Linked DNA regions of Mus musculus: region 2 is linked to region 1. A link is a contact called in public HiChIP or PLAC-seq data. All regions are on one chromosome and are shown on one strand. The core of a region is the stretch at or near the end of the contact, and the rest is flanking DNA. Distances in the headings are between cores, read along the strand shown.

What was found. HiChIP or PLAC-seq counts read pairs in DNA pulled down with a chosen protein or histone mark.
Region 2: a contact with region 1 is called in an H3K27ac HiChIP or PLAC-seq map of embryonic stem cells, with 5 read pairs. The contact joins two enhancer-like sites. A contact is called at or near these places in 3 of 115 datasets of contacts at active chromatin or transcription factors (embryonic stem cells, extraembryonic endoderm stem cells and trophoblast stem cells).

What each region holds. Positions count from the first base shown.
Region 1 is chr8:61,513,239-61,518,466 of GRCm38.p6, reverse strand. Palld (palladin, cytoskeletal associated protein) reads left to right here. Exons shown (of 22, transcript NM_001293772.2): 19 at 1,725-1,932; 20 at 2,433-2,598; 21 at 3,131-3,264; 22 at 4,943-5,228. The coding sequence ends at 5,115. Among named protein-coding and RNA genes, the nearest start is that of Cbr4, 28 kb to the right of the region's middle. Within about 2 kb of position 2,181, at least 127 of the 459 cell types and tissues checked have an H3K27ac peak or open chromatin away from gene starts, as enhancers often do. A contact at or near this core is called in embryonic stem cells and trophoblast stem cells, where this site is marked.
Region 2 is chr8:61,712,998-61,718,225 of GRCm38.p6, reverse strand. The region is part of intron 3 of Palld (palladin, cytoskeletal associated protein); the gene reads left to right. Among named protein-coding and RNA genes, the nearest start is that of Gm51576, 30 kb to the right of the region's middle. Within about 2 kb of position 3,160, at least 44 of the 459 cell types and tissues checked have an H3K27ac peak or open chromatin away from gene starts, as enhancers often do. A contact at or near this core is called in embryonic stem cells and trophoblast stem cells, where this site is marked.

The DNA of each region.
Region 1 (5,228 bases), core at 932-3,431:
AAGTCAGCAGGAATGGTGGCACAAGTCCGTAATCCTGGCACTGCGTTAGGCAGAAATGGGAGGATCACAAGGTCAACAGCATTCTTGGCTACGTAATAATTCGACACCAGCCTAGGCCACAAGAAGGAAGGAAAGAAAGGACACAGGTGTCCAGCCATATGAACAGACATGCCACACTGCTACCTACTTCGAAGGAAAATTTCCGTGTATTTAAGATTTGAAAGAGGAAAAAGTCATAATAAGTCAAACACCGAATGGAGCCCCTCCCGCCACAGCCCCTGCAGTACATTCACAGGCTCTATCCTTCACTCAGCTGTAAGCCTGCTCGGTGGGAACGCTTCATGATAGATAACAAGTGTGCTCTTCTCTCTGCGTCTGCACATGGATCAAGAGGACCAACTGCTCAGACTGTGGCCGACCTGTGGTGACCTTTAGTTCCTGATACCATATTGTGCTATGCTCTGCTCTCTGACTCACTGGGAGAGCTGCAGTGACAATGACGAGAACAGGGCATGCTCACTCTGCTTGAGTAACGTCGCCCCCTGGAACTGCTCCTCTGCAAACTTCCTGTTTTGAAAGGACCCGGTCAACACCTTCCTGCCCTAGGGCCACAAATCCTGCTTGTCCATTATCAAACCCAGAAAAATGGGAACAAACTATAAGCTCCCCAGGACCTGGAGCCCAGTCATAACTATCTATCTACTCTGATATTTCTGTACCACTTCTAGTGTCTTCCCACGGGGAGAGGGTACATGAGGAGAAACCACTTCCTAACTACTGCTCTTTCGAAACCCCACCCCTTTAACCCATGACGTAATTGCGCTTTTTCCCCTTACATTCTCCAGATGTGACTACATGTGTCCGAGACACCTTGTTGGTAGCAGGAATGAGTACTTACCATGGGGCAGGAGGAACTGTACGGGTTCTCTGGCTGATTTAGACAAGGCTAGTGTTTCAAAGGAACCGTTTCATAATCCAATAGTTTTATGATTGTTTTATGATCCAATAGTCTTTGGGTAGCAGAATACATCATTTCCCACTAGTAGAGTAGGAGGAAGGAGGAATATCAACTCTTCCTCACTTCTCTTCTATCCTAAAGTCAAGGGCAGCCCTATACAAAGCCAGCAGATGGCCACTGCCCCTCCCTTTAACAATGCAAGGGGGACTAGCCATTGAATGCTTTGGCCTGCTCTCTGTTCAACACAACTGCCAAGCTCTTAAGGTTTTCAGGATGTCTCCATTGTGATGCTAATTTGTCTGACTTTCTGGGCAATTTCAAATTGCTCTGGTTATTCACTTTCAAAGATTATAAAATAATAATAGGTCTGTGTCACATGCATCTCCATGGTGATGGCCAGTCCTTGGTGGGAAGCTTTCCAGCTGAGTGTTACTGTTATAAAGGCTGCACCTCCCGTGTTTCCAAAGAGCTCAGAGCTCGGTGCCATCATCACCTGGGAATGTTTATAGTCTTAGGTGAGGTAAGAAGATGACAGAAATATGTTTTAATCCCCGTTTTACTTACCTCCGAATTGTTCTAGAAAAGATGTTTAGAAGTGTATCTCTCAGTGCTCATGGGAACCACGGGAAGGTTTTAAACAAGAGAGTAACATGGAAAAGCCATTGTTTGTGCTACCGGAGGACGAACTGACTCTGGATCCGTAACTCTTGGTGATTTGATGGTTTTACTACTGGAGAAGTTCATGTGTGTCTCCTTTCTGGTGTAGGTCAGTGGGTTACCAACCCCAGATCTCAGCTGGCAACTAGATGGAAAGCCCATACGCCCCGACAGTGCTCACAAGATGCTGGTCCGTGAGAATGGGGTCCACTCCCTCATTATAGAGCCAGTCACGTCCCGGGACGCCGGCATCTACACATGTATTGCCACCAACAGAGCAGGACAGAACTCGTTTAACCTGGAGCTTGTGGTTGCTGGTAGGTGGCCTGTGATTTCTTTCTCACTGCTGAAACAAGTTAGTGGGCAAAGAAATGAATTCTGTGGTCAAGTAATGACTTTATGAGTTCCAAATTTTAAATCTTCAAAAAAAAAAAGGCATTTCAGGTGGCAGCCAGGGAATCCTGGTGCTGAAATACTCGGCACCACTAGGTGGCAGCAGTAGGTAAGGCCTGTGCGAGCCTGTTGACTTAATTAGAGCAATGCTCTCGCAGCTGCTAGCAATGACTCCGAATCTCTGAGGCCTGTCAGGCAGGCATTCTGAGGAGCAGATGGCCGGGCACTATGTGGGCCTATCAGTCTTGAATTAATTGAGGAAATAACGTGAGTGGAATGAAGCGTACAGACCTTTGCTTGAGGGGAGGGCTAACCTCTTACCACCCGACGTGAAAACAGTACTTCATCTTTCTAAAGCTCCCGAGTTCCTCGCAGTGACCCTTTGGCATGCCACTAACAGATCATTCCTCTCGTGTTCCCTTAGCTAAGGAAGCACACAAGGCCCCTGTGTTTATGGAGAAGCTACAGAACACGGGGGTTGCTGATGGATACCCAGTGCGGCTGGAATGCCGTGTCTCGGGAGTGCCGCCACCTCAGATATTTTGGAAGAAAGAAAATGAATCGCTCACTCACAGCACTGAGCGAGTAAGGTAAGACTGCACGGTGGCTTCGTCTACCTCAGAACTTGCACAGTCCCGGTGCTAGCTGAAACGACGCATCAGATACTGCATGCAAATCGGTGAGCGTAAAAGCCATGTACGTTATCATCAGTGATGTGCAAGACGAGAGCCACACTTCGTCCAAATGTAGGCTTAAGCTTTGGAAGAGAGCAATTTTGGGATGTGACAAAGCAGATTCTGACTTAACCTGGCTGCATTTTTGAAATGTGTATATCAGAAAGAAAAGATAGATTCGTTTGCTCCCATGGTGGTGGCCCAGCCTGTGGTTTTGTAAAGGCGGGTCTTCCCTTAAGAATTAGTGCATGGATTTACTCGCCCTCTTGAGGTCTGCTCTGCTCTCCCATTAACTTAATGGGGCTAGCTGCCTCTCTAGAATAAGTATGATCCTATTATCTGCTGCTCGCACAATTCCGTTTCTAATGACCTAATTAAAAATGATGCTTCATGTCCAAAGCCACTTTTTAAAAATGTAGAGCCCTAATGACTTTATCTTTTTCCGCAGCATGCACCAGGATAATCATGGCTACATCTGCCTGCTCATCCAGGGAGCCACAAAGGAAGACGCTGGGTGGTACACTGTGTCCGCCAAGAACGAAGCAGGCATTGTGTCCTGCACTGCCCGGCTGGATGTCTACAGTGAGTGCGCCTCATTTCATCTCGGTGCATTTCACACACTGAATGGTTAAGAATGAGATGGCAGAGTGATATATCTCATTACTCTAAGCTTTACATTTCTAAGTTAATATGCCAGGATTTTATTTGCCAAAAAAAAATTCATATTACTCTTTCTCTTTCTGTTTGTAGTTTCCCGACATTAATAGTGAAACCCTTCCAGGAGAACAAACACCCAAGTATCTCCAGGGTCTTTGATTGATTAGCGAGATGTGCATGTTGGTTTCTTAGGCTGGCTGGTCAGCTGCGCCTTTCTCACTTCAGCATCGTAGGGGTTAACATAAAGGCATCCGCATCTTTCACATTTTCTTATTTGTGTATTCTGCAAGTGACTGTCTCTAACCATTTCCTCCCAAATCATATTTTTTTCCGTGTCTTGGGGTAGTTTTAACATGGCTATACCTTGATTCTGGAATGTGGACTTACATAGCTAAGCGCTTTCCTCATTAAAATATCTTCAGCAGCTCTTGGCAGTAGACTCTTGAATGTGTGTATGTGTGTTTGTATACATGCATCCTAAATTAAAAAAAAAAAAACCCTACCAACTCAATTTCAGGACTACAACAGAATTATATGACCCATTGATATAAAGATAAATAAATAAAAACACTAGAAAATATTTCTTTTAATTCCAAGAAAATTACCTCTGCTTGAGAAAGTAATAGTCTTTTGAAACTTTCTCAGATGTCTGGTTCTCTTCAGTTTATTAATGTTGAGATCTATCTAGACTTCCTAACTATGATTATTATTTTTAAAAAAAAAGGGAAGGAATCTAGGTCAGATATAGGAAACTTATCAATTGCTCTGAGACTTTCCACTCTGCAGATACTAGAAGAACAAAACTTTCTGTGTTGCCTGGCTTCCCAGTCCCACAGGCACAGACAGACAGTGACTTGGGACACCTGGAAGCAAAATGCACAAGTGCCTCCGCATTGTCCACATCTCTACCATGGTTGTTCATTCTTAAACCCAGAGTCCATCTGTGGGGCACTGTAGAGGTAGCCAGCAGTTAAGAGCACTTCCTGGTCTAGCAGAAGACTCAGGCTCAGTTCCCAGCTCCCACATGGCAGCTCTTAGCTGTCTAATACCAGGGTAATCTGGTACCTTCTCCTGGCTTCCCAGGCACCAAGAACATACTCAGTGTACATACATATAGGCAAAACACACATACACACACATAGAGGCAATAGGAATATACTCAGTGTGCATATATATATATATATATATATATATACATACATACATACACACACACACATACACACACACACATACACAACCAAAACATTCACACACATAGTCATCAGAAACATTCTCAGTGCACATACCTACATGCAGGCAAAATACTCACATATATAAAAAATAAAGTTTTTAAGCAATTGTATGTCCCTGTTATATATCAAAAGACAGTTTTGTGTGTGTGCTTCTTTGGTTTTAGAGGCAGGTTATGGCTCTGCATTGCAGGCTGGCCTATAACTCACCATGCAACCCGAGCTGCCCTCAAACTTGCAGTAATCTCCTGCCTCAGCCTCCCAAGTGCTGAGATTAGGGCCACAAGACAGTCTGCATTTACTTAAGCCTCTAAGGGATTTCCAAGTATATCTTTGTTAAAAAAATCTTCATTTGCTCTCTTTCTTTGTAGCCCAGTGGCACCAGCAGCCACAGACCACCAAGCCAAAAAAAGTACGGCCCTCGGCCAGTCGCTACGCAGCACTTTCGGACCAGGGACTAGACATCAAAGCCGCTTTCCAACCTGAAGCCAGCCCATCTCACCTGACTCTGAACAGCGGCTTGGTAGAAAGTGAAGACCTGTGATGGGCGCCCTTGTTGAAGCTGAAAACTGAACGCCAGCGCTTCCACCAGCCTACTCCTCTGTCGCATTATGGGAAAGGCAGAAGTATACTTTTGACTTAGGAAATTGAAAAAAA
Region 2 (5,228 bases), core at 1,911-4,410, 200 kb before region 1:
TCCATTATTTCAGGAAATTCAAGGTGGTGGGAACTTGAAACAGCAGGTCACATGATACTCATAGTCAAGAACAAAAAGACCCAAATGCTTGCAAAGCTTTATATTGCTTAATTCACTTTTTACATTTAGCCTAAGACCCCTTGCTAGGGAATGGTGCTGTCCACAGTGGGCTGGGGTCTTGTCATGGCCGTTAGCATAATCAAGACAGTCCACCACAGACATGCTTACTGATCAACCTAAACCTAATCAAAACGATCTCTCACATCTTCCAGATGATCCGTGGTATCAAGTTGGCAGTTAAAACTAACCATTCATTGCCCAAGGAAAAAGAAGCAGCTTCAGGAAGGAGGGACTTGCTAGCAGGGTCTGTTCTACTGAGAAGTCAGATGAGATCAAGGAGCAAAGCACTGACTTTAGCAGTGCTGAGCATTGTTGGTGATTTTTAGCAAGGAGTTCGGAGACAGGGTGTCATTAGATGGGAAAAGTTTGCCAACTGGGGAAGCAGTAGCAGATATTGGATAGTCACTCAGGAAGGTTTGCCAAGTCACCAGCAGAAACAGTGGCAGTATCTGGAAAAGAGTATGAGGTCATAAAGGATAGTTTGTTTTCAGGCAGGAGTTACTGGAATATGTTTATATGCTGATGAAAAGACATAATATGGGAAAAAATTAGATTGAGCAGAAGAAGGGAAGGGTTAAGATGCAAAGTCTTTAAGAGGGCAGAAGAACATGGCTCATGAAGGTATATGATGGGGATCAGAGGTGACCCTCCTGAAATATCTAGTGAAGGACTAGTCTGAAGAATATGTAAGTAAGAAAGATAAACAACATGTGAAATAAATCCATCCCAACTTTCTACCACTCCTTCCTCTTACCATTGTAAAATTAATGATAAGGATTGGTATAGCTTCAAGAACTCTGAAGAGGGTAGGGTGGTGTCTATTGAATTGTGGGGTGAATAAAGCTGGATCGAGCTAGACCTTGTGGGCAGGAAGAATGTAGATCTGAAGGAGAGGGCAGGAAGTCAGCATCAGAAGATAGGGAGATTGGACAGGAATGCAGAAGAGAGATGCAAGGAGGCAGGTACTGCTTGACGTTGGTTTGTATTTGCTCAATGCTAACTAGTGAGATTTGGAAGGATGCCATGATGTTGCTTGGGCAAACGTTCCTTCTGCAGCCTTGGGGTCAACCCCTAAATGCCAGACCACCATAGTGCACCAGTGTCTGATAGTCAATGGATATCCAAGCACATATTCCTTTGGCTAGATTTGAAAATTTATATAGAGAACCTAAGAATATTTAGGCTGTTTTTCATATTACATATTGTAAAATAATTTTCCTAATATTTTTATGGATTGCTCTCTGACCTTTAACAGAGGCTCTGTACTTTGAAATCAGATTGTTGTCAGCATCTACAGTCTTGATCCTAGAGTGGTGCTGGCTGTTCTAAAGATCACGAAAATAGTATTTTCTTTTAAAAAAAATCTACATAGACACACACACAAGACATAAAACCATTCATAGTCTGGCTGCCCTGTGATCCTCTCTGTGTGAATGTATGGGTTGCTGGGAACTGAAGTTAGGGCTTCACACATGCTAAGCATACCGCACCACCAAGCCATAGTCCAACCCAAGTCACTTTAGTATGTTACCATGTCTTATCTTTCTACTGTGCATCCTTTCCTTCAAATAGTTCTCTACACCTGGTTTGTTTGTTTGTTTGTTTTTAATTTAAGTAATTGTCTCTCAAGTATCTACCTATGTCATAAACATTTCTGAGCAACAGATAACCCATAAAGGCAGACTTGCAGAGGGAGAGAAGAATTGCTATCAGGTGAGGGAAAGGACATTGCTGGCACTGTAAGGATTGGATCTGGTCCACCCTGCCATAGCTGTTTGGACACCTGAGAAATAAGGTGATATTGACATTCCACAAGGGCTGGGCAGGTACAGAAAATACCCCAGCTTTTCTAATACTAATGCTTTTCACTATCTTTCTCAGATGATCAATTGCAAAAAGGGAGAAAGAAAACTTTTTTTTTTTTTTAATTTGTCTATGTAAGGACCAAACCTAGGCTCTTCCATGTACTGGTCAGGAGCTCTGCCTCTGTGCTAGAGCTAGAGTCCAAGAAAGCGTGTCTGTCTGGTTTTGATTTAAGACAAGAGTTCCTTTTGTAGTACAGGCTAGCCGTGAACTCACAAGAATCTGCCAGTGCTAGGATTCAGGTCTAGTCCTGCATCACAATGCCTGACTCCTGGAATAATCCTGCTGGTTGTTGCTGTTGTTGTTGTTGCTGCTGCTGCTGCTGTTGTTGTTCAGACAGGGTCAGACTAGTCAAAGCTAGTCTGGGACTCAACTGCTTAAGTAGTCCAGATTCGCCTTAAATTCAAGGCTCTCCTTCCTTCTGCCTCAGTCTCTCCAGTGCTGGACCACAGAAGTGGGAGCAGCAGCAGCAGCAGACAGCACGGTGAGGTGGGCGGGTTCTGAGCAGGACCATTTTGTCTTGAAGTTGATACACAGGAGTAATTATGGCCTGTTCAAGGTGGTCCCCTGGCCTGATTATTAGTACCTTAACCACGATGTTCCTGACAGACTAGCCAGGAGGCCGGGAGGCAGAGCTGCCTGATAGTGTGCTTGGGTAGCGTTCGTAGACTGAGTGTGATCTCCGTCACAGCAGGAAGTGAATGAGCAGAGAGATTCCTGGGCCAAGGGAAGAGATTATAAAGCTGTAGGGTGTGACCTTTGGCAGAGCTCAGGCAAAGTGAGCGAAGGGGCGGTGGGAAGAGCACCTGGCTGGCCTGGTGAAAAAACGGATACCGGGTTTCATGTATGAAAAATGAGGGCACCATGCAGTGCCTCCCTTGTTTGATTTCCACAGTCACCTGGTAACCTGCTAAAAGCTGGCTGGCTATGCCAGCTCCTTGAGGATGGCTGCATGGTCAAAGTTCTGTGTCTTACTACAAAACAATAAAATGAATGGTTCGTGAAAAAAAAAAAAAGAAGAAGAAGAAGATGTGTAAATCACACATTCAGACACATCCAGCAAGAATGATCTTTTAGTAGAGCCAGCAAGATGGCTCAGCAGGTAATGGCACTTGCCACCAAAGGCTGGCAGCATGAGTTCAATACTTAGGACCTACATAAAAGAGTAGATGGAGAAACCTGTCTCTATTGAGATTGTCCTCTGACTCACACATGTGTACTGTGATATGTGTGCTCCCTCACACTAAGTTTCTTAAACAAACAAAAAAAATCACTTTTAAAATATAAATCATAACAGGAAAATTAATTTTTTTACCTGCTAGGAGTCAGGTGAGCATAGCTGTTTTTCCTCCCATATTTTTGACCTCTTTGAGACCGCCATAGGACTTTGCTCCCCTTAAAATCCATTTTATGATTCCAATTAAGCTGTTATCTCAGAATAGCCCAGCCCATACTGATAACAGGCTTTCTTCGTAGTTCCCGAGACTTCCTCTGCTTAGTCCCTCCCACCTCTTCATCACTATGTAAGCTGCATCCTCCTCCTCTCTCTGACGTCTGCTTCTACTGCTTCTGTGTCGTTTGCCTGGTTTTTCTATGTATCCCATCCCCCAGCTAATCCTGTGGTTCAGTCAGCTCACCACCCCCAATGCCCTGCCAATAGACTCCAGGCCTTTCGGCTCCAGCACAGCACACCTGGCCTCAAATGTTGCCTCTCCAGCCTCTTTTCTGCTTTCTGCTTTCTAGCTTTCTGCTGTACACTCCCTCCACTCCATGTCCCCAAATAAGTCTTGCAGTTCTCTGACCACCAGTGCTCCCAGCAGAGGCTAAAGGCCAGCTCTGAGCAAGCATGGAACTAAGCACTCTGAGGAATCCAGATCCACACAGCCTGGAAGGTAGTGGGGGAGGGGGAGAGGACGGTTCAAAAACAGAGTGCAGCCTGTCACCAAATGCGGCTTGGTTCTTCCGTTTTCCTGCCTATAAAGTGGTCACTTACTTCTTGGTGAGGTTATAACAGGTTATCACACCCCAAAGGTGCGAGGAGCCAAGCTGACCGCTGTGGTACGTATTAACCACTCACAGTTTGGAAATTCCTTTTTCAACCTTCCCTTAATTCTCGGGGGACTGATAATTTTTCAGCAGAAAACTGACAGGTGACATGCATGGTGTAAACAAGGAGTCCTCAGAATCCAGAGAAGACAGAGACAAAGGATGGCATGTACAGGCAGAATAGCTAGAGTGTCCTAGGAAAGTGAGTCACAGAACTGCAAGTACAAAGGAGGCAGCTGAGACAATGACAAGGAGACCACCCGCTCCCTCCACTTGATCCTTTGTGAACCTTCCTCGCTCCCTACTTACAAAGGCAAGCTCACTCCATTCCTCTCTGCCCACACTCCTCTACCAGTTTGATTTTTCCCTGTTTTGCCATATAAGGTATTAAATTCTGACTCCTCTATCTGTGTTCTCCCAAGAACGGGACTCTACAAGGGTTTGTGTATCTGTTGAATGTCTTTGGGACCACATCCCAGCTTCCTAAGCTGTGTCCGCCAGTGAGTACATTCAAGTTCGTGGATCGCGATCATGTGACTTGCAAATGCTGGAAGTCTGGCGAAGAAATCCGTGAAGTCTGTAAGATGTCAGATTTGAGGAGTTCTCTTTTAAACTAAGACATCTTCTTGTGCCTTTATAGGAAAGGTGTGTGCTAGGAAAAAATTAACCTGACATAAGAGGAGGACAGCTCTGGGAGGGAAAGAAATGGAAAGACAGGAGCCTTCTGGGTAATACAGGAGCCAGGTGAAGAACGCCCACGCCCACACCGGAAGAAGTGGGAAGGGACAGAGCAAACATTCCAACTGAGTTACTTCAGCATGACTGTTTTCAAGGTCAACAGAAGACCTGAGAGACTGTACTGCAGCGCGGGCACTATAACATTCAGATGAAGAGTTGGGAAGCTGCTTCCGATGAACAGTAGTGAAGACAGCCCACCCCATGTGATCTCCCAGGGTTAAAGTTTAAAACCACGGCATTTGTCCACAAAGACACTCACATTTGTCTCATAGTTGTCTAGCCATGTAAAAGGATGGCTGAGATGGCCAAAGATATTAAAAAGGAAGCTAATAATAAATTGTAAGCACAGTGGCCTAAAGGAAGCTATTAATAGTACCTTTAAAAGGCTATTTTCTGGAGAAACAGCAATAAAAAGTGATGCGACACTGATCATCCTCAATTTTGATGTGTATTTATAGCAC